Regions from separate parts of the Mus musculus genome. Here all the other regions are linked to region 1. A link is a contact called in public Hi-C and promoter capture Hi-C data. All regions are on one chromosome and are shown on one strand. The core of a region is the stretch at or near the end of the contact, and the rest is flanking DNA. Distances in the headings are between cores, read along the strand shown. Region 1 holds the start of Cog6 (component of oligomeric golgi complex 6). Region 2 holds the start of Trpc4 (transient receptor potential cation channel, subfamily C, member 4). Region 3 holds the start of Mgst2 (microsomal glutathione S-transferase 2). Region 4 overlaps Setd7 (SET domain containing (lysine methyltransferase) 7). Region 5 overlaps Maml3 (mastermind like transcriptional coactivator 3). Region 6 overlaps Maml3 (mastermind like transcriptional coactivator 3). Region 7 overlaps Maml3 (mastermind like transcriptional coactivator 3).

Region 1 (3,200 bases), core at 206-2,705:
CTTCCAGGACACAATTCACAGTCTACTTACATATAGTTATATATGTAAAGGTAGTACACAACAGAATTGCTTTGAACTTTAATATATTTGTTAATTTTTACAAGAAGGTAATTCCCGTTTTTCATTTAACTTTATTTTACATCCTGACCAGTTTCCCCTCCCCTACTCTCCTCACAGCCCCTCTCCCCTCCCTCCATTCCTCCTCCATTTCTGAGAAGGCAATTCTTTATGTAGTATATGTTCTGAGAGACTGTAAGTGAATTGTCAAAGTGTAGAAAGTTATAGCACCAAGTATCATGAGATAAAAATATGTACATTTATACTGGTTTGGTGCAAAAGAAACTGATTTTAGTATGCCAATTATAAATCAATAGCTCAAACACCTTTATTAATTAAAACAGAAACCTTTACAATGGACACATTTTTGCCAATGAGTTCTGGATTCTGTGAACTCTTAGGGAGCTTCCAGTTGTTTGTGAACGTGTTTTTTCCTGCACAAAGTTGTCAAGATGCTTGAAGAAGTGAGAGCCAAAGTCAGATAAATGCAGGCAAAACTTTATAGCTCGATTCACTCAAATTGCAAAGAGTGGCTTGTGTGCCTGGCAGTTGGGAGTGCTGGAGAAACGGGTCTACTATGTTGACCAGTCCTTGCAGCAGGGTTTGAAGTACTGTGGTTCACAGGGATTCAGAAAGTTTTATTCATCAGACCCGCAGCAAATTTCTCAAATCAGCGACCATGACGTTTTTGTTTTGTTTTGTTTTTTCTCGCTGTTTTGTGGACCTAAGGTCCGCTTTGAGAAGCGCTTTGTAGTTTCTTCTTGATGCTAACACTGGGCTTGTCATCCCAAGCTGTCCTACTCAGTATGGCTTTTGGTAGCATGTCACAACCCTATCTAGCCCAGGGCTTTATTTATAACTCAGCATGTTAATGTTCTGTTTTTGACACACAGGAGTCAAATTCTTGTTGACAGCTTATTTTTACTTACTTCTATCTTTACCCACGTCTTTACGGCTCCCACCTTACTGTATTCTTTTGTGCCACGTAGGCACGGCTATACCTGGCTACTCAAAGCTGCAGGGGAGACAGCCAGCTCTGATAAGAGCCGCGAAGTACTGCTCTAGACGGTTAAGGGGAGGGCGTGCGGGAAGGAGTTCAAGTAAAGGACACAGCAAGAGCGCAAGGGCAGGGCACAGCTACCCCAAAAAGCGCTTCCCTACGCCTAGGACAGCAGCAGCTTCTGCCCGAGACCAGGGGTCCGCCCCGCCCCCTCCGGTTACCTTGTCATTTTCTAGCCGTGTCTCCAGGATCTTGTGCAGCTTACGCGACAGCGGATTGTTGGGCTGCGCGGGGGTCGCACCTGCCCCATTACTGAAGCCATTGGCGGCCCCGGAGGCGGGGACCGCAGCCACCTCCCCGCTGGCGTCAGCCATCGCTGACAGACCCGGCGTAACGGAAGCACTGCGCTTGTGCACTCACTCGCGCATGCGCACACCTGGCCGCGCATGCGCACCGCGATCCGAGACGCTCTACCTGCCCGGTTTACTTTAAAATCCTGGGAGGCGAGGACACGCTCAGAAGAGATTGGAGGTTGTCTACAAAGTGAGTTCCAGGACAGCCAGGGCTATACAGAGAAACCCCTGTCTCGAAAAACTAAAAAAAAAAAAAAAAAAAAAACAAACAAACAAAAAAAACCCAACAACAACAACAACAAAAAAAAGAGGTTGGAGGTTGTAAAAGAGACTTCAGGAATCTGAATCTTGAAAAAAAAAGCCAAAGTAATAATGTAAAATATGTAAAGTAATAATGTAAAGTATATGTAAAATATGCCGAAACCAGTAGCTGGCATGCATGCATGATCAACAGAACTGATTGCAATTAAATTTCGTTTATCTGAATTCATCATTCTGAAAAGCATCAATCGAAGCTAGAGTATTTGCCAGGGCTGCTGGTGTGCACTGACATAAATAATAAACAAGACAGTAAACAGAAGGCAATGAAGAGACAGAGGAAAGAAATGAAATGCAGGCCAAAGTGGTTACTCAAGAAGGCTTGGAAGGACCTGGCCTTTAATTTCAGATTTAAAAGAGACCTAGAGCTGTGAGAAATCTCCAAATAGGAGAAAGCCTACATGTAAAGGCCCAGAAACAAGGAACTTTGCATTCTCACAAACTGACCAAAGGCAGTGTAGCTGGAAAGCAGTGGGCAAGAAAGTGTTTCTCCTGTATGCATGTGTGTATGTGTGTATGCATGCATGCATGGATGTGCACTGTATACATGCAGTCCCAGTGGAGGCCAGAAAGGGCGTCATGTCCCCCTAGAGCTGGGGTTATGATGGTTCCAATCCGGGGTCCTAAGAACTGAACCTAGGTCTTACACAAGAGCAGCTGTGCTCTTAACCACAGAGCCATCTCTTCAGCCTGCGATATCACTTTTTGATTTACAAAACACGGTGACAATTATCAATAATGGCCATACTGTGATAGTGTTAACTGATCTTTTTTATTACACCTGCAAGTTCAGATTCACATTATCGAGCTAGTCTTATTTATTGGCAGTTGCTCTGTGGTAGCAACTCTCTCGCCATAACATGTTACTGGGCACAGGCACCCAAAATTTCAAATCTCTATATACTAATTCCTGCAATCTTCTTTAATCCTTTTCAGCTACTACAGCAAAATGCTCTATACTTGGTAGCTTACAAACAATAGAAATTTATTTCTGATTGTTCTGGAGGATGAGAGGTCCAGAGTCAAGGCACCAATGGCCCTGGGTTCTGCTGGGGTCCCTTTCTGTGTTCATGGATGGACATGTTTGTGCTACTAACCTCATCTGATAGATTGGAGGGATGAGCTGGCTCTCTGAGAGCTGTCTTATAAGATCATAACTAACTCGCCCTCTTCATCTAGTCATAGCTCAAGGTTCAGCCTCCAAACAGCAGAGACCAGGAATTCTGTGTTTGCATTTTAGGGAAACACAAGCATTCAGACCACAGCACCACTCTTCCAAGGATGTCAGACCTTGTAAACCTTATCAACTTCTATATGCCTTTTATATTCTCTTCAAATAACAACTTTCTTGCTACCACTTCTTTAAAATAATTGATTAATTCCCCCATGCAAAGTCTATAGCAATAAAAATGTATAACTCCTAAGTTCCTCATGATATGTAAATAAATAAATAAATAAATAAATAAATAAAT
Region 2 (3,319 bases), core at 144-2,643, 1.1 Mb after region 1:
TGTAAAGGCCTCGGTATTTTGTGGGACGGACTGTGGGCTGTGCTCTCTCAAAATCACTCTAGGGGTCATGCTGACCTATGAGAGGAGCAGTTAGCTCAGGAGAAAGAAAACTTGACAACTACAAACAGCATTTTGAAAAGAACAACAAAACAAAACCTTCACTCCAAAGAGTACACTCCAAAGTCAACAAAGCCTCCTTACTCTGCAATTACCCTTAAAAAACAAAAACAAAAAAACGAAACGGAAAAAAAAAAAAACCCACCTCACTCATCTGACGTTCAGAAACGCAGAGTGAGCCTGAGTCTATTAAATCTTGCTGCTGGGATGCTTACAGGCGATGGGGGGAGCTCACAACCGCCTGTGCTCTGAAAAAGAAACCCGAGAAGTGAAGGTAGGAGGGGGCTGAAGCCTTTTGGCAAACGCACTGCTAAGTTTGTCCCTTGGTCTTGAGATCACGAACAATAAAGGTGTGGCAAGTTACATGAACTTTTCCACCTCTGTACTTGGATCTTATTTTTGTGTATGAATACTACACCAAGAGATAAGCTGTATCTGGAAGCTCAAGATTAGAGTTAGAGATGCTGAGTCCGGTGGCAGACACCGTCGTTCACCAACATGCCCACCTGCAGCCACCAGGACCTCCAGCTCCTACGCTGGCCCATAATTTGGGATTAAATACGTGGGAATCTTGATTGCCAGTTGTTTAGAGGGAGCCAGGTAGGAGTGGATGGGATGCTGGGGGCTTATCATTTATTTATTGCCACTGTCTGGATTGTTGATGGTAGTGGCAAGCACATCCCTGCACTAGCAAGGCAAGTGTGACACCTTGAGGACAGGGAAGGGGGTGCCAGGAGTCCAGGGCGGCTACAAGAGTTGCCAGGGCTGGGTAGGGGGAGAGACAATTTGTTCCAATCCTTTGACCAGCTGCTTAGTATGGTTGGAGCAGGGCTTTCCAGGGTTGGGTTCGGTTGACAAGTGAAGTTTTGCATTTCTCCTGGGCTACACCAAGCCCTGATCTGTGTATGCCAAACACCCAAGACCTCCGGGTCTGTCCTGACCACCACTTAGCTGAGTGACAAGCAGACATATGGCGAGCCACCCTGCTTGCTGACTGACCTGGAGAGATGCTCCCGGGTGGCGCGTTGAGGTGTTTGTGGGTCCTTTATACCCGCTCCTAGGGAGGTGCGTGGGATGCGCATCCATTCGGGCAGACCCAGGATGGGTGGGGGCGGTCCTCCAGGCTGCTCTTTGGCCACCTTGGGAACGCAACTTTTCCGGGGGTATAGGTGGGGAGAGCATCAGTGCCTGGTGGGCGAGGCTGTCGTCCTGGGCACCCCGCCCCCTCCTGGGCTGCCCCTCCCCCGCGCCCCTGCTCTGGCTCTCCAGCATCCTCACTCCGCCCAGTTCTGTGCCAGCTGCGTGGGCTCTGGTTTCGTGCGGGTTTTTTTCCCCCTTGGAATGCTCCAAAAAACTCGGTAGCGACTACGGAAACCCCATCGGAACTGACCAGCTGCGCTAGCACCAGGCACAGCACTGGTGCTGCGCGCTCGCCGAGCCCACCTCGGTCACTTCAACCACCAGATTGCAACTTTGCGGGTAAGAGAGGGTGCAGGCTCCGCGCTCCAGACGCGGGCCTCACATCTGGGATACTGATTAAGTTTCCTAAGCCGACTGGGAAGCAGGCTCCCTGCTAGGAGGCGGGTATCCCTGGGGGCTTACGCGAGTCACCAGGGTGCAGCAGCTTTTTAAGGTTCTTCTTCTTTTTAAAAAGGTTGCTTTTTTAAGGTTCGGGGAAAGATTTTCGCGAAGCTTTCTTTGGATGACCTGGGATAAGGGGGAGTTTGGGGGTGCTTCCAGGCTCTCTCTGTATCGCGTTGTGAGGCAGGGGTGAGGACGAAGAGCGAACCCCCGGTGTGATTTACATGGTAAACAAAGGATCAGCCCTTATCCCCGCGGTGCTGGGGAGCTCGGTGCTTGTGTACAACCTCCCGTGCGCGTTTGGACGTTTGGAGAGGATGGAAATGACATGGTCCTTGGGCACGTAAGGTGAGCTCTATGACTCTCCAACGAGCTGAGGGCACGAAGGGAGGACAGCGACCGCTGTTCAGTGGGTTCATTCCCCTCTGCGTCATTTTCCTCTGTCAAGCAGCAAAAGCACTTTTAAGCTTGTGGTTGGACCAGGTTTGGGGGTTCCTAGTTCGCTTGGCAACTGAGATTCCAGCTGAACCAGTGACTCTGCTTGCTACTTGAGTAGATAGCTTGAATCCATGGCGCAACTTGTTGTTTCCAGCTGCGAACTGCCTTTTGTGACTCCAGAGAGAGACAGAGAAAGATAGAGACATGAGGGTGGAGGTGAGCTGGGCAGAGGGACCAAAGACCATGTGTCCAGTGTTCTCCAGCCACTGTGGTGTATCCCTGCCCACTGCGGTTTTTCCCAGGGGAGCATTATCATTAAATACCGCTGGCTGCTATAAAAGGTTATCAAGTTACTTACGGAGGGAGTAAGCTACTAAGCCAAACGAGTGGGAAGAGAGAGAAAACGCTGTCACTGTGCCTTTAAAATGAAATCTTCGAACAGATTTGTAAAACTGTGATAAAATAAACCACCGAGGTTCATAGGCTCGCTGGCTTTTCTCTCGTAGTCATCACAATGCAAAGTACTTAAAAATTCTTTAGGAAGAATAAAAGATTTAGCAGAGGATTTTTTTTTAAAGACTCAGACACCGAGAGTAGGAGTTGGCGGTTATGTTAACGGTGTTACGATTTGCTATTTAAAGTTATATTTGTAACGCCTACTTCTGTTCATCTGGACAGTAAACCAGGAAACATCCAGCTCTTAAGAGAAACAAAGTAGTAAGATATAGGGGTAATCCTGTCCGAAACTCAGAATTAGGATCAAAATTGAATTTAACGTGGGTAAAGTGAATGAAGGTCTTTACAATCTCTGCAAATCAATGCTGTGGTTAACCAGGATCAATCAGTCAGCCCGGGCAAGGTAAATGGGCATCAAAGGATATATGAATAACTTGGATTAAAAAGGGTAGCAAGGAGAGGGAGGGAGAGTGCATGTGCACGGTTTCAGAGAAAGACTGCAAGGAGCAGCTTTGCCTTGCCTGAACTTTGATCTGAATCTTTACACTGACTGGTGGGAGGAGGAGGAAGGATAGACTTAAGCCAAGAAAGGCAAAGGGGCCAAAAACCTACAGGTTGGTGAAAGAGAGACATCAGAGTTGCCCATGGTCCTCTGAGGGGATATATCACGAGGAAAAGATTTGCAAGTGTGAACTTAGAAAAGTTTATCAGTGTGATCTGGAAGGAG
Region 3 (3,006 bases), core at 75-2,574, 1.4 Mb before region 1:
CTGTTGGTTCAGATAATATACATACAACAATATATATTTAAAAAATAAAACAAAGCCTAGTTTTGTAGGCTTTTGTTGCTTCCACAGCAATATTCTCATGGTAGGATCACATACAAATTTTGTCTCTGCAGAAGGTCAGTAATGTCCCTGAGTGAAGCCCTGAGGAGACAACCAGCTGTGATCTTCTACCTTTCTAGAGGTAGTACCTATTTATGGCAGGATTAATCTGCCTCAAAAGAGATGCAAAAGGTTTCTGGTGAGTTGGGGACAGGGGCATGACAAGATTGACACTGGGGAGCCTTAGTACCCTGTTGGTACAAGGTCAAGGGCATCTTTAAGCCACCTGAGGAATCTAGCATGGACAGGCATGGCCTCCTGGGCAAACATGATCTTCTCCACCCAGACAGCTATGCATCATCACCAGGCTCGGGCCCAGCCCCCCAGGGCAGATGGTGTCTCTCAGACCCTTTGCATTGAACTTTGCTCCACCCTGTAGATGTGGTTAAACACCTCAGGACCCTAGAGCAGGAACTACAGATGCTCGAGGACCAGAGGCCCCACGTCCCCAGTGAAAGAGAGCGTCAAAAAATGACTAATAAGGCAGAGCAGGTGCGTAGGCTTCAGGCTTTTATTTATTTTTAATTTGTCTCTTAGGAGCTGGAGTTGAGGAATTGGGAGAGATCGGGGTGTGTGTGTGTATTTGGTAAAAAAAAAAAAAGACAGTAACTCAGTAGGCAGCTCAAGAGGGTCAATCTGGAGTCTTTGTGTGTGTGTGTGTGTGTGTGTGTGTGTGTGTGTGTGTACACAAGAACACTTAATCCTAGATCTTCAATTTACTAGGTGAATCAAGTCATCTTAGCATAGATATGAAATTAGCATAAGAACTTCACACTAGGAATTAGAGAGATCTCAGAAAGGTTTTGGGCAGAGTGAAGGGCCAAAGAGCTGGTGAAGAGGCAGAGAAAATAGAGTAGCCCAGGCTCTGAGGCTGGAAGGCTCACCGCAGGGCGAGCTGGTGTGTTTGTGTATCTGTATGTCTGTGTAGGGTGTGTGTCTGTGTAGGGTGTGAGTCTGTGTAGGAAGTGTGTGTAAGGTGTGTGTCTGTGTAGGGTGTGTGTCTGTGTAGGGTGTGTGTCTGGGGTGTGTTCAGAAAGAAACAGATATGGTTCTGTGCCAGCAGCCCAGCCTTGCCTGCTTCTGTGGTTTTCTCTTCCAGTGCAAAGGTTGTTACTCAACCTTGAATCCTGCTTTTTTTTTCTTTCCCAATCCTGTTGACTCAACTCTGTTGCCTTTATAAAGGAGAAGACCAGCCCCTCAGGGTCCTAAAGCACCTATGCTCTTCATCTGACTTCCTACAAACAGTTCTGTGAAAGAGATCAGAGAGTGAAAGAAAGATGGCCGGGGATTCAAGCCTGCTGGCTGCAGTCTCTCTTCTCTCTGCCTGTCAGCAAAGTAAGAACACTGGAGCTGTGTGTGTGCACGGGTGTATGTGTGTGCACACGTGTGTGTGTGTGTGTGTGTGTGTGTGAGAGAGAGAGAGAGAGAGAGAGAGAGAGAGAGAGAGAGAGAGAGAGATTGCTTCAGTGTTTAGGTTTCATGCCTGCATTTTGTTGGTAGTTCTGGGTGCCCAGCAGACAGTTGCTCAGAGTGGCTTGCCCACTCCTTCCCCGAGATGGGTAGAATTTGAGGATGTTCTCTCTGGGATGTTGTGGGCCTCTGAGCCCAGTGACTCTATCATTTATGGTGACAGTTCATATCTCAGTGCCGGGAGCCCCAGGAGTCTCAGGCAGGGCCGTGAGCACATAAAAATGGAGAGCACAGACAGCCGTTAGGCATGTTCACCAGGAAACTATTCCTGTCTCTAAAGTTGGTTGTAAACATTTAAAGCATTTTTGTTTCGTTTTGTTTTGTCTTTAAGAAAAATTGCCCATGGCAGATTTGATCACCAGGGTAAAGTTCTGCAGAAATATGCAGTTTAGATTACATAATGAATTCTAAATATTACAAGATATCTCCACTAGGATGACTTCACATCCACCTCGGCCTGGATAAATGGAGACTCTGTCTGCCCAGGAGCGAAGTTCCTCAACTCATGCTACCTTCCTTCCATGCTTAGTGAACAGTTGCTTACCAAGAATGCCTGTTTATTCTTTCTGGGGTGCATCTTCCAGATACCTGGGTTGAGAGCTGGGGATAGTGCAGGCTGCACACCGCCGGGAGGAAATGACTGCTCTGTTTAGTGGGAGAGCAGGGTCTCCGCACTCGCGCAGTGGCTAGCCTAGCCAGTCTGCTTTGTGGATAAGGGAAACTGTGCTTTTGTGGACTAGAGCAGGAATTTGCTACCAACCCCTGGAGAATTTGGGTCTAAGCAAACAGTGTACCTTGGTCTTGCAGTTACAAGGGGGGGCAACAGGGACAAGGGCTACATGTCCCTTCCCACAGAGACTCTATCCCCACAGAGAGCCTTTTGTGTGTTGACTCATGCTGAGGACACTGTGTGCTGGGACCAGGCATGAGGCAGTTCGATGGTGATGGAAGACGAGAACAGGAAGAGAAGAGACCAGAAAAATGATGTTTGTGGCAGAAAAAAAAAGTTTAATTGTTGGGGGTGGATCGCAGAGAGAGAGAGGGAGAGAGAGAGAGAGAGAGAGAGAGAGACACGGAGACAAAGAGACAGAGAGATACTGTTTAGCCAGCCACTTCAACAGAAGTTTGTTGTTCACAGAATTAGGACACCTAATTCATTCAGGCTTTTAAGACAGACCCACCAAGATCTGTGTAGTCCACCTTTCCGGAAGTGCACCCGGACCTGTGTGGTTCAGCCTTCCGGAAGCTGACTGCTCCAGGCCAGGATTTTCTGCTTTTCCATCTCCTCAGCACAGAAAGTTAAACAGGATCCTGAGTAGGAAGTACCTCCGTGGTGACTGGCCCAGAATAGGTCCTTACCACTGTTCCCCTCCTAAACTTCTTATCTGCACAGAGAAGCTGCCAAATAGAGAAGTGGCT
Region 4 (3,455 bases), core at 372-2,871, 1.5 Mb before region 1:
TAACGCCTCGATTCGCTCTCAGGCCCCTCAGAGGCCTGCGGGAATCACTAAAAGGTAAACACGTCTCCTTTAGCACCGAACTTACCACCAGAAAGCGGCTGAGGCACTGGGGAAGCCTACCTCACATCGGACGCCACCCCACCAGGAGGTGGTCATCAGTCAGAGCGGTTTGTAGGCTTTTTGATTTCTAAAAATGAAAATTGATCTGCATTATATCTCAATAGACTCAGATAATTCTCACCAAAAATTTTTGTCCTGTGTTTAAATAGCACTGGAATAATTCAACTTCATTTAAATATATTCATTCTACCATGAAAATATTTCATACAAACAGCTATTTACATACAAACACATTAAAATTTGTGGAAAGGGCTCCACCCCTGCGGCTTTATGGCTTGAAATAGTTTCATTGCTTTGAATATGTATGCACATGTTTGGCAAAATAAAACTTACAAAATTGAGTCTTTTTGAAAACAAAAATCACCACCCCTCCCCTCCCCTCCCCAACCCCGGCAAAACCAAACCAAAACCAAAAACAACCCTCCAAAACTAAAACCCAAAAAACACTGACACCAAAGCTTAAAATTTTAGAAGGGAAAGCAATCCAAGCCCCGCTGCCCCGCTGCAGCAATGCAAGCCTCAGGGCGGGAATCTATCAAGGTACCTCCCTGTACCTGGAAATTGAAGATATTTGTGAACCTTTGATCTGCAGCAAAGAAACATTGCGACTCTCCATCTTGCAACATAGTTTTGCTTGTTTGTCTAAAATAAAAGATGTCTGGATTCTAAATCTCTACTTTGAAGACAGAATTTGAGGTGGCTGTTTGAGAATAACCAAAGCCTAGAACTCTTGACCTTCTTGGAAAATGTAGAAGTGCATTTTTGCAGTGAGAAATTTAGATTTTTTTTCTTAAACCAATTAAGTAAAATTAATAAAAGTGTCACATACTGTCTCACGAAGACAACCTTTTATTTCAGTGTTCACAATTGACCCTTCCACTCCCAGTACTAGGGACGTAAGCCAGGGCCTCTAGCTGCTAGGCAGATGTTGGACTTTGAGCTGTATTTGCTGCTCAACGCAACTTTAATTGTCACAATTAAATGTTGTAAATGATTACATGGCCTTGTTGGTGTGTGGGTGTGTGTGTGTGTGTGAGGGTTGGTGATAAGGAAACAGTTTTTCAAGACTGATGAACCCCAAAGGGGAATGAGGCTGAACTCTAGTCCCAGTCAGGTTCAAAGAGGCCTTGACAAAAAAAAAAAAAAGGTTTCCTTTTTAGTTGCTGGAGAGGTCAGGGATTGAGAGGATTAAAATAAGAATCTGTACTAAGAAACTCAAGTCTTCCGCCTGTTACTCTGTAACCTTATCATTCTTTTGTGTCCTAATTTCAGTTCTTTCTTTTGCTTCTGTTAGTTCCAGCGTATGCCCCAGTTAGGGGGGACGTGCTCCATGGATTAGTTCCTAGTCCTAACTCCTAACTCTAACACAAGGCAATAATAGTTCAGCATAGGAAAGATGCTAAAGATGGGTCAAGTCATGCAGGGTTGGACTGAGACAGCTCTGAATGAGGCCTCTCGAGACCCGTGCTGACGTCAGGCAGGTAAGCCCACAAGCGCCAGCTGTCAGGAAGACAGCGCACAGTTCTTTTTCTTCTCTACCACACAGAATCTCAATCATGGCTGTTTGTGATTATGATCCTGAGAGAAGACCAGACTTGCCCGCTTCCTATGTCCTTCTACAGTAGAAGGCACATTCGGAGGCTTTTCTGTTTTGGTTCAAGCAAGGAGCAAACCCCAACCTCCCTCAGCAGCTAATTCTCTATGCAGCGCCTATGCTGTCTGCTTCTCTTCTCCACAGTGAGGTTCTGGCCTCTTTAACAGTTGCAACCTATGACTAAGCAAGTTACCTATGCTTGGTAACTTGGAGAGAGGAAGAGAGAAGGGGAGGGGGAAGGGGAGGGAGGGGGAAGGGAAAGCAAGGGAAGGGGGAGGGGAGGGAGAGGGAGAAGAAGAGGGAGGAAGAGGGAGTAAAAGGAAGAGGGAGGGAAAGGAAGAGGGAGGGAGAGGGATAGAGAAGGCGGAGGCAGGGGCAGTGACTGGAATGGGTCACAGTCAGGGAAAGGCACAGAGTCCAGCAAGAGAGAAGAGGAACTTAAGACATAAGGAAAGAGGTGGAGCAATCGGCTGGGCTGCCATTCTGCACACACACACCCAGGCTTCTCACACAGCAGAAGAAAAGGAGCTGAAAGGCACCAGGAACCCAGGGCGAGGGGAGACAGGGAGGCTCGGCTCTGAGGGTCTGCTTCCTGTGTCTAAGGGTCACCGACACATTGCTGCTGGGTTTGAAGTCCAGTGTGTCTTCCTCCACTGTGGGATGGGAAAAGTAGATCGGTTTCCCAGCCACATGTGTGTGTGTGTGTGTGTGTGTGGAGGGGCGGGTGCGTGCCATGCTGGGTGTGGTCAGAGGCTAGCCTTCAGGAGTTGTTTCTCTCCTACTATATATGTCCTAAGGCTTAACTCAGGCCATCGGCTTGCCAACAGCACCTTTACCTGCTAAACGTTTTTTGCTGGCCCTTAAGCCCCCCCAAATTGTTTTTGAGTCCCATTTGGATGAGATTGCTAGAGTAGCCCTTTAGGATAGAGGTTGAGCCCCTACAGCAACTGAGGCTAAGGTTCCATCCCCAGGTGTGAAATCCTGTGAGCCTGGGCGATTGGAGGTGGAACCTGTTCTCTCGTCCTCCGTCCTCCTTCTCATCTGGTCACTGAAGTTCAGCCATTGTTCTCCCCAAAGCAGCCAACTCTCTTTGGGCACATTTACAGAAAAGCTCCTCTCAGAATCTGAACCCACAGACTCAGCCTCCTGTCAGAGTTTACTGAATGGTGTCTTTCTACAGAATAGAAGCCATCCTATCCTGCTGACTTGCAGTCTGAAAACTATTCAGTCCTCTTTGCAGGAGGCTCCTCGAAAGTCCAGAGGACGTTTCTCCCGAGGGAACTCGCTCCTTAAGCTTTCAAACAGGGATGTGACTAGCACTCCCGGGCAGCATCGTCACCTGGGTGCAGAGCCTGACGGTAGGTATGTCAGGAAGCTTGTGAAAGAGCCCAGGGGTGGCTATCACAACTGAGGGCTGAGTTCTCCACCTGGGGCTCTTGATGGAAAAGCTGTGTCGCAGCCCCAGATAAAGCACTCCTGAAAGTTGTGAAGACCAAGATGCAACTGACCACAGAATATCAAACCGCTCTCTACCTGTCTCCTCTCTCCATTTCCACCTACTCCCAAGCATCTCTCCCCTTTCCCAGAGCCCTTTATTGCAGCTTGGAAAGCTTTAGCTTTTAAGCCTAAACCGACACAGGCCACAGGTAGCACTGTGGACAGCTACCGGCTTCAGCAACTGTTGTTCCCAGGCCTTCTCGGTGATGGACACCTTGGGGGAGGGGAGTGTTCCCCAAACTCG
Region 5 (3,162 bases), core at 579-3,078, 1.3 Mb before region 1:
TAAATTTTGTGTGTGTGTGTGTGTGTGTGTGTGTGTGTGTGTGTGCGCGTGCACGCACGCGCGCACTCCTATGTGCAGCTGAGGTTAGAAGAGCTGGAGTTCCAAGTAGTCGTGAGCCTCCTGGCACAGAGGCTGGGAACAGAACTCTGGTCCGAGAGGGAGGAATTTGCATTCTTAACTGTGGAGCCATCTCCACAGTCCACAGTAAAGGCTTTTACTTATGTGAGTCCTCTGAAATCAGGTGGAGAGCTATGAAATATTCTTAATGTTAAAAAAGGACCTTTATGGCTGCAGGTATCTAGGTACACAAGAGACTTCCCTTATCTTCTAGTTCTGCTTGCTACATGTTTCTAAGCCCCTCCTTCCTACAGGATCAAGCTGTTTCTCACCTTGAGAGACAAATGGCTGGTCAACTTAACACTTCATGCTAGAGCTAGCCAGCCAGCAGAAGGACAGATAATAGTTTTTCTCTCATGCATTTCAGTCTGTTTAATATTTCCCAGTTTTGATGAAGAGAGATTTGAAGGGAAAATGAGATCCAAGGAAAGGCACCATTTTCTTTAGCTTGTTTTTGAAAAGAGCTGTTCTTTCTGGCCCTGTTTCTCTCCATGCACTTTGAGATTTTATTGCCCCATGTGACCTCTCTGCATAGCGGAGGAATGTAGCCAGGAGCGAAGGGCTGTGTTCATAGCCTTCTCTTCCCTGGGAAAAATAAGAGTGGCAATCGAGGTGACGATGTTCATACACCCAGCCACATTTTGTCCCTGTGGACACAGTCAAGCCATTACCTCTGGGGTTTTCATTCCCCAAATGGTCCTGTCCCCAAAGTTAAGGTTCTCAATGCTGACTACATGACCCAAAATGGCTGCAGTGTTGCCTGTCAAACACAGCATCTTTAGGGGCTCCCCAGCAAGTGCACAGGTGTGTGCCAAAGTGTGAAAGCCCACCATGACTGGCTTTACAAACGAAGCTGGTGCGGGCAGCTGTTTATGTCGCAGGGCTCTTTTAACCTCGAATCTAAGAGGGCTTAATGAGAAATAGTCTGTCAAACTCTAGGATTCCAAGTCCCTGCTCGTGTTTCTGTGGAGGACACACACTGGGTTGTGCAATTAGAGAAAGCCAGAGTGAGCTTTCGTCATGCGACATGTAATGCCTTGGAGCCAAATGATGCAGTATTTTTAGTTTTAATTACTGGTTTGTTCTCCACTCCCAGCCCAGCGACCTCCCCTTGCTTTCCACCCAGAATCTTAATACATTCTCCTCTCCTTGAATCCAATTTGCCACGCAGATCTTCCAGGCTCTCCAAACACTCTCACTTTTCAGTAAAATAAGGGAAGGGAGCGAGCGAGCGAGAGAGAGAGAGAGAGAGAGAGAGAGAGATCAAAACCAAAGAACCTGTCTTGCACATTCACCTTCCGCTCCAGGGACGAGAGCTTAACAATTTTCCAACGGCTAGAGCAAGGTAGGCGGGTGTAAACAACACTCTAGCCTCCCCCAAAGAGGCAGTTTCCGACTTCAAAAATCAGAGGCGATAAAAATATCTTCCGAGAACAGCCAGCTGTTTATTTATAAACCCACTTGTGGGGAAACTGGCTTTCTCTGAAGGGATTTTTTTTTTTACCCCCAGGAACATGCAGCATGTGGGTGATAGGGGCCAGAGATGCGGCGGGTATGAAAGATCATTGGTTCCTGGGAGGGACAGGATACGACATCCTATGTACTTGGATCCAGCAGACCCTGAGCTTCATCCTTTTCTAGGTGGCCCCGAAGGGACCCTCTTGAGCAGCTGTCGTTCTGCCGGTAGCCCAGCAGAGGGTGGTGTGAGCCCGGGACCGCACTCCAGGCCTCGCGCTGAGTTCCCCCCACCCTCCGTCCCCCCACCAACGCAGATGGCTTAATCAGGGCTGGGTCCCCCGCCCCGCCCGGGCCGCCGCTGCGGACGTGGAGCCAGGCAGTCAAGTGTTCCTGCGTACAGCAGGTAGCCTGGCAACTGCGAGCATAATACGGAGCAGATGGTGTTCGCACGGCGTGATGGACATCACACACGACAGCCTGAGACAATCCAGGAATTCCCTGGTGGCTCGAGGCCCTCTTTGCACAAAATGAGTTCTCTCACCATGGCGGTGCATCTTAAGGGGTGGAGGTCTCTCCCTTCCCCACTCTCTGACACCAAACTGGTTTCTTATTACCGACTTTTCTCCAGCCAGAGGGAAGAGGGACTTGGCAGGGTGGGGTGAGGGGTGCGGGTGGGGGGGGCAGGAAGAGGATATGGAAGAAAACCGAAGGATGGGGAGCAGGAGGAGATGAAGGGGGGCAGTGGCAGCCAGATCCAGGGGGGCACCTCGCTGTTGGAGGGAGCCAGAGAGGCACAAAGCCTGTGCAGGGAGAAGGGACCTCCGCTCACTCTACAACCGCGTGGCCTACCAGTCGCCCAAATGAAATTTAGGGTTTTCGTTAAAAAGTCCCCTGAGGCGTAATTTAGCCTCTTCAACTCCAGCCTATCTGCTTACAAGTCCTCAGGGGGCTCGGGCAAAGCGCGCAGGAGTGGGGCCGGGAGCTCCAGGCTAACCAGAGAGCGCCTCACTGCTTGGAGATCCTAACAAAGACCAGGAGCTCAGGAGCAGGGTGGGTGCCCTGGGGCCCCTGAGAAACTCAGTCTGACGCTCTGGGGGTGGGCATATTGCCCAGTGCCACTACTGCGCGTGTTCCTGAAGCCTGGAGACCACAGAGGAAAGGGCATGTATATAGATAGGGCTGTTGTGGGTAAGAAAGAGTTGGAGTAAATCAATAAGCAAACAGAAAGGCTACCTAGAAAACAAATCTCTCTCTCTCTCTCTCTCTCTCTCTCTCTCTCTCTCTCTCTCACACACACACACACACACACACACACACACACAAAACTGGGTCAAGTAATAGGGAAAAAAAATCCAAGCAGTCTCAGGCCAAATGAATTTTTGACTAAATTGTAAGTATCAAAAGACTTCATATACAGTAGAAGGCTAGAGGCTGTCTACAAAGGCAAGTTTTACATTTGAGCAGCAGGCAGGGTGAATCCATCACCAAAGGACCCCTGCTGTGACTCCCAGAGGCACGGGGCAGGCCATCTTGTCTCCATCCAGAGTCCCTTGAAAATCCTGTTTAAAAAGTGGTCAGTGACAATGG
Region 6 (3,488 bases), core at 928-3,427, 1.2 Mb before region 1:
TTTACATAACGAAACAACCAAATTCTAAAGCCAGTCACTTCTATGGGTTTTAAGTTCTATTTGTTGTTGCTGTGGTTGGATCGACAACCCTTCAAGTGATCCTTAAGAAGATGTAACCCAACACCACGGATCGACTTCATGCTCCAAGTGGTCTGATGATCAAGGTGACCGCAAGTGCGCACTGTGCGTGTGTGTGAAGGAAAACAGATGTTCAAGAAGAACCCCAAACCCAAAGAAGGGAAGAAGCAAGACCGTCTTCATCAGGCGGGGGCATTATCAGGTTCCTATAAAGAAAACCGAAAAGCAGGATTGTGAAGCAGAATGACCTCCAGGTGGGAGCCCGGCAGAGGATGGAAGGCCAGAAGGAGCCAGAAGGAGCCAGAAGATGCCAGAAGGAGCCAGAAGGTGTCTTTTCCTCTGAGTTAAAACACTCCACAGTTTCTGTAGAAAGCAATGAATGGCTGGTGGTCGGAGTCAATTGGTCCCCTCCTACGTCCGTGGAGGAGGACAAAGGGCAGCTACAGCTGATTCCAATTGTGGTCCTTTGTGACTCTTTTTCCAGAGGGAGGGACAGCCTCCCTGGGACAGCCTGTGACTCAACATTTAAACAGAAGCAAGCACATTTCCACACTAACCCACTGATGTTTCAGGAAAACTAAGGGAAAGAGGAGGAAGGACGAGGCCAGATATCTACATCAGGATGAAGAGTACACGTCTTTACAAGAAACGAAGCGGGACTACCCAGGATTATAGTTATTCTATCATTCAAAAGCAACCCCGTACCAAATCCGGGACCCAGACCATTTTCATTGTGGTAAACAGCAGAGCCTGATTATTTTTCTGTCAGACCTTAATAGTCCATACTCTCTAGCTAATTTTAAAAGGACGCTTTATGTGTCTCCAACAGTGAATGTTGCCAGTGTGTTCAGTGACGTCAGAGTGGCTCAGACATGAAGAACGACTGTTTCTTAGTGCAGATTTCTCAGTGATTGCCTTTTTAAGAAGGCAAAGTGGAGCCGGAACCCCTGTGCGGTCTCAGCAATTGTGAATTGTATTCTAAAGCCATTGCTTTTGCCCTCTGTAAACCTCTGTGGATGGATTATCACAGACGCCTGTGTACTTAGGAAATGACTCGACAATGAAAGGTGAAACTAGAAATGATATATTTTCTGTTTTAAAAGTTTCACAAGGCTGTGGCCGTGGCCCAGTGCCTGAGTGCCTACTTGCCTAGCAGGTGTGAAGCCCTGGGTTAAATCCCCAGGACATCGTTATGTTCATTTTTAACAGAGCAGAGAGGTTTGTAAAACAGAGCAAGGGCTCGTGAAGGGGCTCAGAAGGTAAAGGAACTTGCTACCAAGCCTGACAACCTGAGTTCAAACCTCCAGGGTACACACAGTAGTAGAAGGGGAGAAGCGACTCCTGAGAGCTCGCCTCTGACTCTTATGCTGTGCCACGGCGCATGCTCTCCACCCCCACCTGTGGAAAAATAAACAGAACCAGAGAGAGAGAGAGAGAGGGAGAGAGAGAGAGAGAATGAGAATGAACGTTTTTAGGTGCCACTCAGGACTTAACAATGTAAGAGAATTATGGTTTGGATCCTAAATACCAAAAAAGCTAAAGTCCTCACCACTTCGGTTGCTCACCTGTGGTTTTACTGGGGTGTAATGGAACCTTTAAGAGGTGGAGCCCAGTGGAAAGCAGATAAGTTGTTGGTGGCATGCCCATGAAGGGCTCAGGACTCTAGTCCCTCCTTTCTCCTGTCCTGTCTCCTTTTTTTTTTTTTTTTACTTCCTGACTTTCAGTAGTAGCAGACTGAGGTCTTGGGTTGTACACTCTCCACCTGATGTGTGGCTTTGCCACAGGCAAAAAGCAGCAGGACCAAGTAACCATGGACTAAACCTTGAATTCAGAATAAACCTTTCCTAACTATGAGTCGCTCATCTCTGGTATCTTGCCACATCGATTAGAAGGCCAAATAAGACAAGAGGCCCTCATCCCCGGAAGATGATGTCCAAGAGGCAAAACGGAGTCAGAAAGGCCTCTGGTTCACTTGTAGCTGAAAGCTTGCTGCTCCACCTTTAATTTTTGAAAGGAATGGGAGATAATGACTCCAATATGGAAGACTGGTTTATAAATAGCCGTTTGCCTCAAATGAGTCAGAAGCTTGGAGCGCTAAGCTGTAAACAGCACCAATCTCGCTTGTTTTGCAAGCACTGTCCTGGTGAGTACAGGCAGGCTGGTGGACTGCTTTAGTGTCTGCAATATTTTTTGGCCCCTATTTGCAAAGCTGGAGGAAGTCCAGGCAGAAAGAAAACATGGAATGACATTATGATGCCTGTAACAAGATGCATCCAGGTGGGGCAGGTGCTCGGACCAGATCTAGTGTTGGGGCTGCAGATGTCTGGATCCATTGGCAGATAGGCCAGTGTGGTGTCACAGGGTCTCATCATCTCAAGAGTCTTCCTTAAGTGGTAATGACTGCTAAGGAGCACTACCAAATGACATGGAAGATACTCAGTCATACTTGAACTTCAGATCAGCTTATATGCTACACTTACACACATACCAAGAAAAATGACTTGTTTGAGTTTAATTAGGCACCATTTTTTTGGCATGTTTTCTGAATATTCAATTTGATTCCCAATGAAACCCAAAGGCAGAAGGAGGGGAGAGCGGATCGGAAAACACAGGCTCAGAGACAGTGAACTTTTGTCTCCGGTGGTGGTTTGAACAATAATGGCTTCCATAGTTGTAAGTATTTGAATACTTGGTCCCAGCTGGTGGAACTTTTGGGGAATAATTAGGAGGTGTGGCTTTGTAGGAGGAGACATCCCTGGGGGTGAGCTTTGAGGATTCAAAAAGCCCACACCATTCCCAGTTAGCTCTCTCTGCTTTGTGGTGGTATCTCAAGATGAGAGCTCTCTGCTACTGGCCCAGTGCCATGACATCCTACCTCCTGCCATTCTCCCCAACCTTGACAGTCATGGACTCTAACACTATGGAACCATAAGCCTCAAATAAATGCTTTTCTCTATGAGTTCTCTCGACACGGTGTTTTATCACAGCAATGGAAAAGTAACTAAAATACCACTCAATGAAAAATCTCAACATATGCTCCCCAGGGAAGATGGTAAAACCTGGACCAGACTTCAGATTTGAATTAGCAACCAAGAGAAACCAAACTGAAGGCATCTGAAACAGAGAGAGTGTGTGTCCACACAGGCTCACCGGTTTGGTCATGCCTAAGATTCCAGGTGTTTCCTATCAGAGCAGTCATGGAAAAGGCACACGTTTAAGGAAGGAGCTTAGGAGGTGTGGCTTTGTAGGAGGAGACATCCCTGGGGGTGAGCTTTGAGGATTCAAAAAGCCCACACCATTCCCAGTTAGCTCTCTCTGCTTTGTGGTGGTATCTCAAGATGAGAGCTCTCTGCTACTGGCCCAGTGCCATGACATCCTACCTCCTGCCATTCTCCCCAACCTTGACAGTC
Region 7 (3,217 bases), core at 19-2,518, 1.3 Mb before region 1:
CTGGGAGAGATTTCTCCTACCACAGGATAAGGCCTAGAGAGAGCCTGAACATTTTTCTTTTAGTTCAAGTCCTAGAAGACGATCTTGGGGTGTCTCCCTGTGACTAAGGATGCAGAAAAGCCAAAGAACAGCTTGCAATGAATGAGGTGGCTGTTCAGAGCTGGCAATCGCTGGGCCATCTGTTTAACAGTACAGTCTAAAATGTATATGGCATTAAAATACGCTGGGCCCACACCAGACCTTTGGTCAGTTCTGGGGTCTAAAGAGGAAATGGAAGGTTAAGTGTGAAAAACTTGAGGGTAAGGGAAATGACTTCAATCTCTAAAGTAAAATTGCTTCATCTAACTGAAACAAACAAACAAAAACTGTTCAGCATTAGCTAAAAACAAAAACAAAACCCAAATCCTGTTGATGTGACTGGGTGCTGGACCAAGAGGGTATATTTAGTGTCCCACGCCGTAGGGCTGCATCTTGAAGCCCAACAGGAAGTATCTGGAGTCACAGCTAAAGATATCTCTGCATGTTTGGAAATTTATGAGCAGCTGTAAAGTGGCTCGATGGTGGGCAGAGGGCTGGAACAGGCTTCCTTTCAAATGAGAGAGGCCGCTGAATTAAACACTCAAATACACCAGGTTCGTGGCAGGCGGAGCACACCTGATATGCTAAAAATAGTCGCAGGAGAAGCTTCTGTTGCTAAAATAATACTGAGCCAATAGGAGCCTTTCCTCCCTCACCTAACAAGGACAGATGAAGGGTGGAGGATGGGTCCTGAGGTCCCATGAAGGGTGCTAGAAACCCCGGCCAAAGCTTAGGGAGTAATTTCCTAGATAGGGCACTTTCTAAATACAAGCAGCTTCCGTAAAATGAATCGCCCGAAGTCCCAGTAATCAATAGATTATTTTTTTTTAATAACACAAGACAGAAATGGTCGCACTGCACAGGACTTCACACCAGTCCTGCTGACGAGTGATGCTTCTGCCTGCTCCATCCTGGTCAGGAACTGGTTATTTTTAGACATCCTTTAGCTGGCTTTCCCTTATCAGCAGCCCCACACCCTGCTCACTCATGCTCCGCTGCAAAGTGCGCCTCCCACCCTCCCACCCCCCACCCCATGCATATGAACGGCGTGCTCAACGGCATGGAAAAAGGTGTGTGTGTGTGTGTGTGTGTGTGTGTGTGTGTGTGTGTGTGCGTGCACACGTGCGGAGCAGGCCACAGGATGATCTGCGGATCCAGGGACAACTTAACTTTGCAACTTGCACCCTGCAATCGAAGACTTTGTTTCTTTTTCTCCTGGTTGTCACTTTTGGGCTGGGGATATAGTACCTACTGTAAAAGCATGGGGACCCACATTCGACGCCCAGACGCCACCTGAAAAAGCCGAGAATAGTGGTATGCATTTATAATCCCAGCAACAGGGAGGCAGGGATAGGTGGATCCCGAGGGTTTGATGGGCAGCCAGCCCAGTCTAAGAGGTGAGCCCAAGGTCAGTGGAGAGACCCTCACTCAAATAAACAAACAACGACGACAAAGCAAGGTAGACTGTGCCTGAGGAAAAAAATGACACTTGAAGTTGCCCTATGGCTTCTATGCCCCTGCCCGCCCCCCTCGGTCCCACGGGACACAAAACCAATTGTTATTTTGGTTGTTGTGCATAGTAGAGCTGACAAAGAACACCATGGTAGCCCTGAACCTTTCTTGTGGTGATGGAGGGACCAGGGCATGCAGAAGCACCATCTGGGTTTGAGGGATGCTGCTGTTGCCATAGTTACTGGGCTTTATTTATTTATTTATTTATTTATTTTGGTCAAAGGTGGGGTGGGGGGCAGCAGAGAGCACCGAGCATACTGGCTCTGTGTGGAGGCTGCAGGAACTGCTTGCTTTTCACCTCAGCTAGACTCTTCACCATCTTTGCTGGGCTACACTCCTGCGTGCCTAAGCTCACAGCAGGGCTGGGCCTGGCTGTTGCCATTGCTCACACTGGGACTGGTCCTGCAGGCTGGGAGGAGAGGGGCCCACCTTCTCCGAAGCAGGCCTTTCTAAAAGCGTCTGCTCGGTGTCCATTTAACTAAGGGGATTATCATTTAGTTTATCTGGTTCCTTTCCCTCGCAACAGATTCTACCGAAACCAGGTTAAAAACCTGTAACGTTGCCATGACAGTACCCGTGACACATGCGCTCAGAGTCATACACACTGCCTCCCTCTGGGACTGCATATGAGAAAGTGAAATTACTTAATGTGTGAGATGAGGGGAATCACAAAGATATCTTTTCCTGGCTCCCTTTCTGCACGGTTATAGTTGTTAAATAGCCTTTACTTTTTTTTTTTTTTTGAGATTTTACTTATTTGTGTGTGTCTCTTTGTTTGCCTGTATGCATGTACACACAAAGGGTGAACACAGTGCCTGTGTGCCTTGGCACTAGAGTCTCAATTGTTAGTTGCCATGGGGGTGGGAGAAATCAAACCTGGGTCCTCTGGAAGAGCAAGCAGTGCCGTAACCTGATGAGCTATCCTACCACCTCATTAAATAGTCTTTAAAATAGTAATAATAAAAAACAAAACAAAAAAACCTGTGACTGGAGTCTTAACATTTTACAACATGGCACCAATTACCCTGAATTTGGCTTGACTAGGTGTGAACGTACAAATTGTGGGGGCATTTAAAGAAATGCCACACAGACTAAAGGTCAAGGAAATAATTAAATTTCCAGCATTCTAAAATGTTTTAGGGTAGCCCACTTCAATACAAATCTGCTTGTTTGCTTTTTACAAATGTAGCAAGTGGCAAAGGTTGTTGTTTTTCTACTTCGAAGTCCTTTGACAGTTACAATATTTAAGTTTTTCATTGCCCCCCCCCCAAAGCCCATATGTTGAAAGGTAGCTTATGTTGGTATTGGGAGGTGTAGAAGGGCCAAGTGGAAGGAAGGTAGGTTGTTGGAGACATGTCTCAGAGGGGTTGAGATCTCGATCTCTCTCTCTCTCTCTCCCCCCCCCTCTCCTCTCTTCTTTAGCTTCCTGGGTCAATTACTCTACCCAGATATGTTTGCTCCCCAATCCCAAAGCAACAGTTCAACACCTCCAGAACTGTGAGCCCAAATAAGGCTTTTCACTAAAAAGCTGTTTTTATCTCAGGGATTTGCAATAACTATAGGATGCTGGCTATCACAGAAGTCTACAAGCTTTCCAATCAACGAAGAACCAAATGTTTGCTGAGTC

What was found. Promoter capture Hi-C pulls out the DNA fragments that hold promoters and counts their contacts. A called contact is a pair of places that touch in the nucleus more often than the background predicts. Capture Hi-C pulls out chosen DNA fragments and counts their contacts.
Region 2: a promoter capture Hi-C map of second pharyngeal arch cranial neural crest shows a contact between it and region 1. The contact joins the promoter of Trpc4 here to the promoter of Cog6 in region 1. A contact is called at or near these places in 2 of 39 promoter capture datasets (cranial neural crest and second pharyngeal arch cranial neural crest).
Region 3: a contact with region 1 is called in a promoter capture Hi-C map of liver, with 5 times the contacts expected there. The contact joins the promoter of Mgst2 here to the promoter of Cog6 in region 1. A contact is called at or near these places in 3 of 39 promoter capture datasets (the C10 cell line, hippocampal neurons and liver), 1 of 484 Hi-C or Micro-C datasets (CD4 T cells), 4 of 115 datasets of contacts at active chromatin or transcription factors (extraembryonic endoderm stem cells, large pre-B cells, memory CD8 T cells and 1 more) and 2 of 9 other capture datasets (adipose tissue and liver).
Region 4: a promoter capture Hi-C map of neutrophils shows a contact between it and region 1, with 4 times the contacts expected there. The contact joins the enhancer-like site here to the promoter of Cog6 in region 1. A contact is called at or near these places in 14 of 39 promoter capture datasets (the 3T3-L1 cell line, 3T3-L1-derived adipocytes, the C10 cell line and 9 more).
Region 5: a contact with region 1 is called in a Hi-C map of muscle stem cells, with 3 times the contacts expected there. The contact joins the enhancer-like site here to the promoter of Cog6 in region 1. A contact is called at or near these places in 4 of 39 promoter capture datasets (3T3-L1-derived adipocytes, the C10 cell line, the SN4741 cell line and 1 more) and 2 of 484 Hi-C or Micro-C datasets (CD4 T cells and muscle stem cells).
Region 6: a promoter capture Hi-C map of hippocampal neurons shows a contact between it and region 1, with 2.4 times the contacts expected there. The contact joins the enhancer-like site here to the promoter of Cog6 in region 1. A contact is called at or near these places in 2 of 39 promoter capture datasets (hippocampal neurons and pre-B cells) and 1 of 115 datasets of contacts at active chromatin or transcription factors (large pre-B cells).
Region 7: a contact with region 1 is called in a promoter capture Hi-C map of liver, with 2.8 times the contacts expected there. The contact joins the enhancer-like site here to the promoter of Cog6 in region 1. A contact is called at or near these places in 8 of 39 promoter capture datasets (the 3T3-L1 cell line, 3T3-L1-derived adipocytes, the C10 cell line and 4 more).

Annotation. Positions count from the first base shown.
Region 1 is chr3:53,015,768-53,018,967 of GRCm38.p6, forward strand. It overlaps Cog6 (component of oligomeric golgi complex 6), which reads right to left and starts at 1,456. Exons shown (of 19, transcript NM_026225.3): 1 at 1,279-1,456. The coding sequence starts at 1,431.
Region 2 is chr3:54,154,664-54,157,982 of GRCm38.p6, forward strand. Trpc4 (transient receptor potential cation channel, subfamily C, member 4) reads left to right here and starts at 1,394. Exons shown (of 11, transcript NM_016984.3): 1 at 1,394-1,596.
Region 3 is chr3:51,659,855-51,662,860 of GRCm38.p6, forward strand. It overlaps Mgst2 (microsomal glutathione S-transferase 2), which reads left to right and starts at 1,325. Exons shown (of 5, transcript NM_174995.3): 1 at 1,325-1,452. The coding sequence starts at 1,395.
Region 4 is chr3:51,516,515-51,519,969 of GRCm38.p6, forward strand. Setd7 (SET domain containing (lysine methyltransferase) 7) reads right to left here. Exons shown (of 8, transcript NM_080793.5): 8 at 1-3,455. Among named protein-coding and RNA genes, the nearest start is that of Gm36008, 7.3 kb to the left of the region's middle. Within about 2 kb of position 1,622, at least 97 of the 459 cell types and tissues checked have an H3K27ac peak or open chromatin away from gene starts, as enhancers often do. A contact at or near this core is called in neutrophils, where this site is marked.
Region 5 is chr3:51,699,668-51,702,829 of GRCm38.p6, forward strand. The region is part of intron 2 of Maml3 (mastermind like transcriptional coactivator 3); the gene reads right to left. Among named protein-coding and RNA genes, the nearest start is that of Gm46803, 6.5 kb to the right of the region's middle. Within about 2 kb of position 1,829, at least 210 of the 459 cell types and tissues checked have an H3K27ac peak or open chromatin away from gene starts, as enhancers often do. A contact at or near this core is called in hippocampal neurons and muscle stem cells, where this site is marked.
Region 6 is chr3:51,767,209-51,770,696 of GRCm38.p6, forward strand. All of the region lies in intron 2 of Maml3 (mastermind like transcriptional coactivator 3), which reads right to left. Among named protein-coding and RNA genes, the nearest start is that of Gm46803, 61 kb to the left of the region's middle. Within about 2 kb of position 2,178, at least 25 of the 459 cell types and tissues checked have an H3K27ac peak or open chromatin away from gene starts, as enhancers often do. A contact at or near this core is called in hippocampal neurons, where this site is marked.
Region 7 is chr3:51,727,548-51,730,764 of GRCm38.p6, forward strand. The region is part of intron 2 of Maml3 (mastermind like transcriptional coactivator 3); the gene reads right to left. Among named protein-coding and RNA genes, the nearest start is that of Gm46803, 21 kb to the left of the region's middle. Within about 2 kb of position 1,269, at least 69 of the 459 cell types and tissues checked have an H3K27ac peak or open chromatin away from gene starts, as enhancers often do. A contact at or near this core is called in hippocampal neurons and liver, where this site is marked.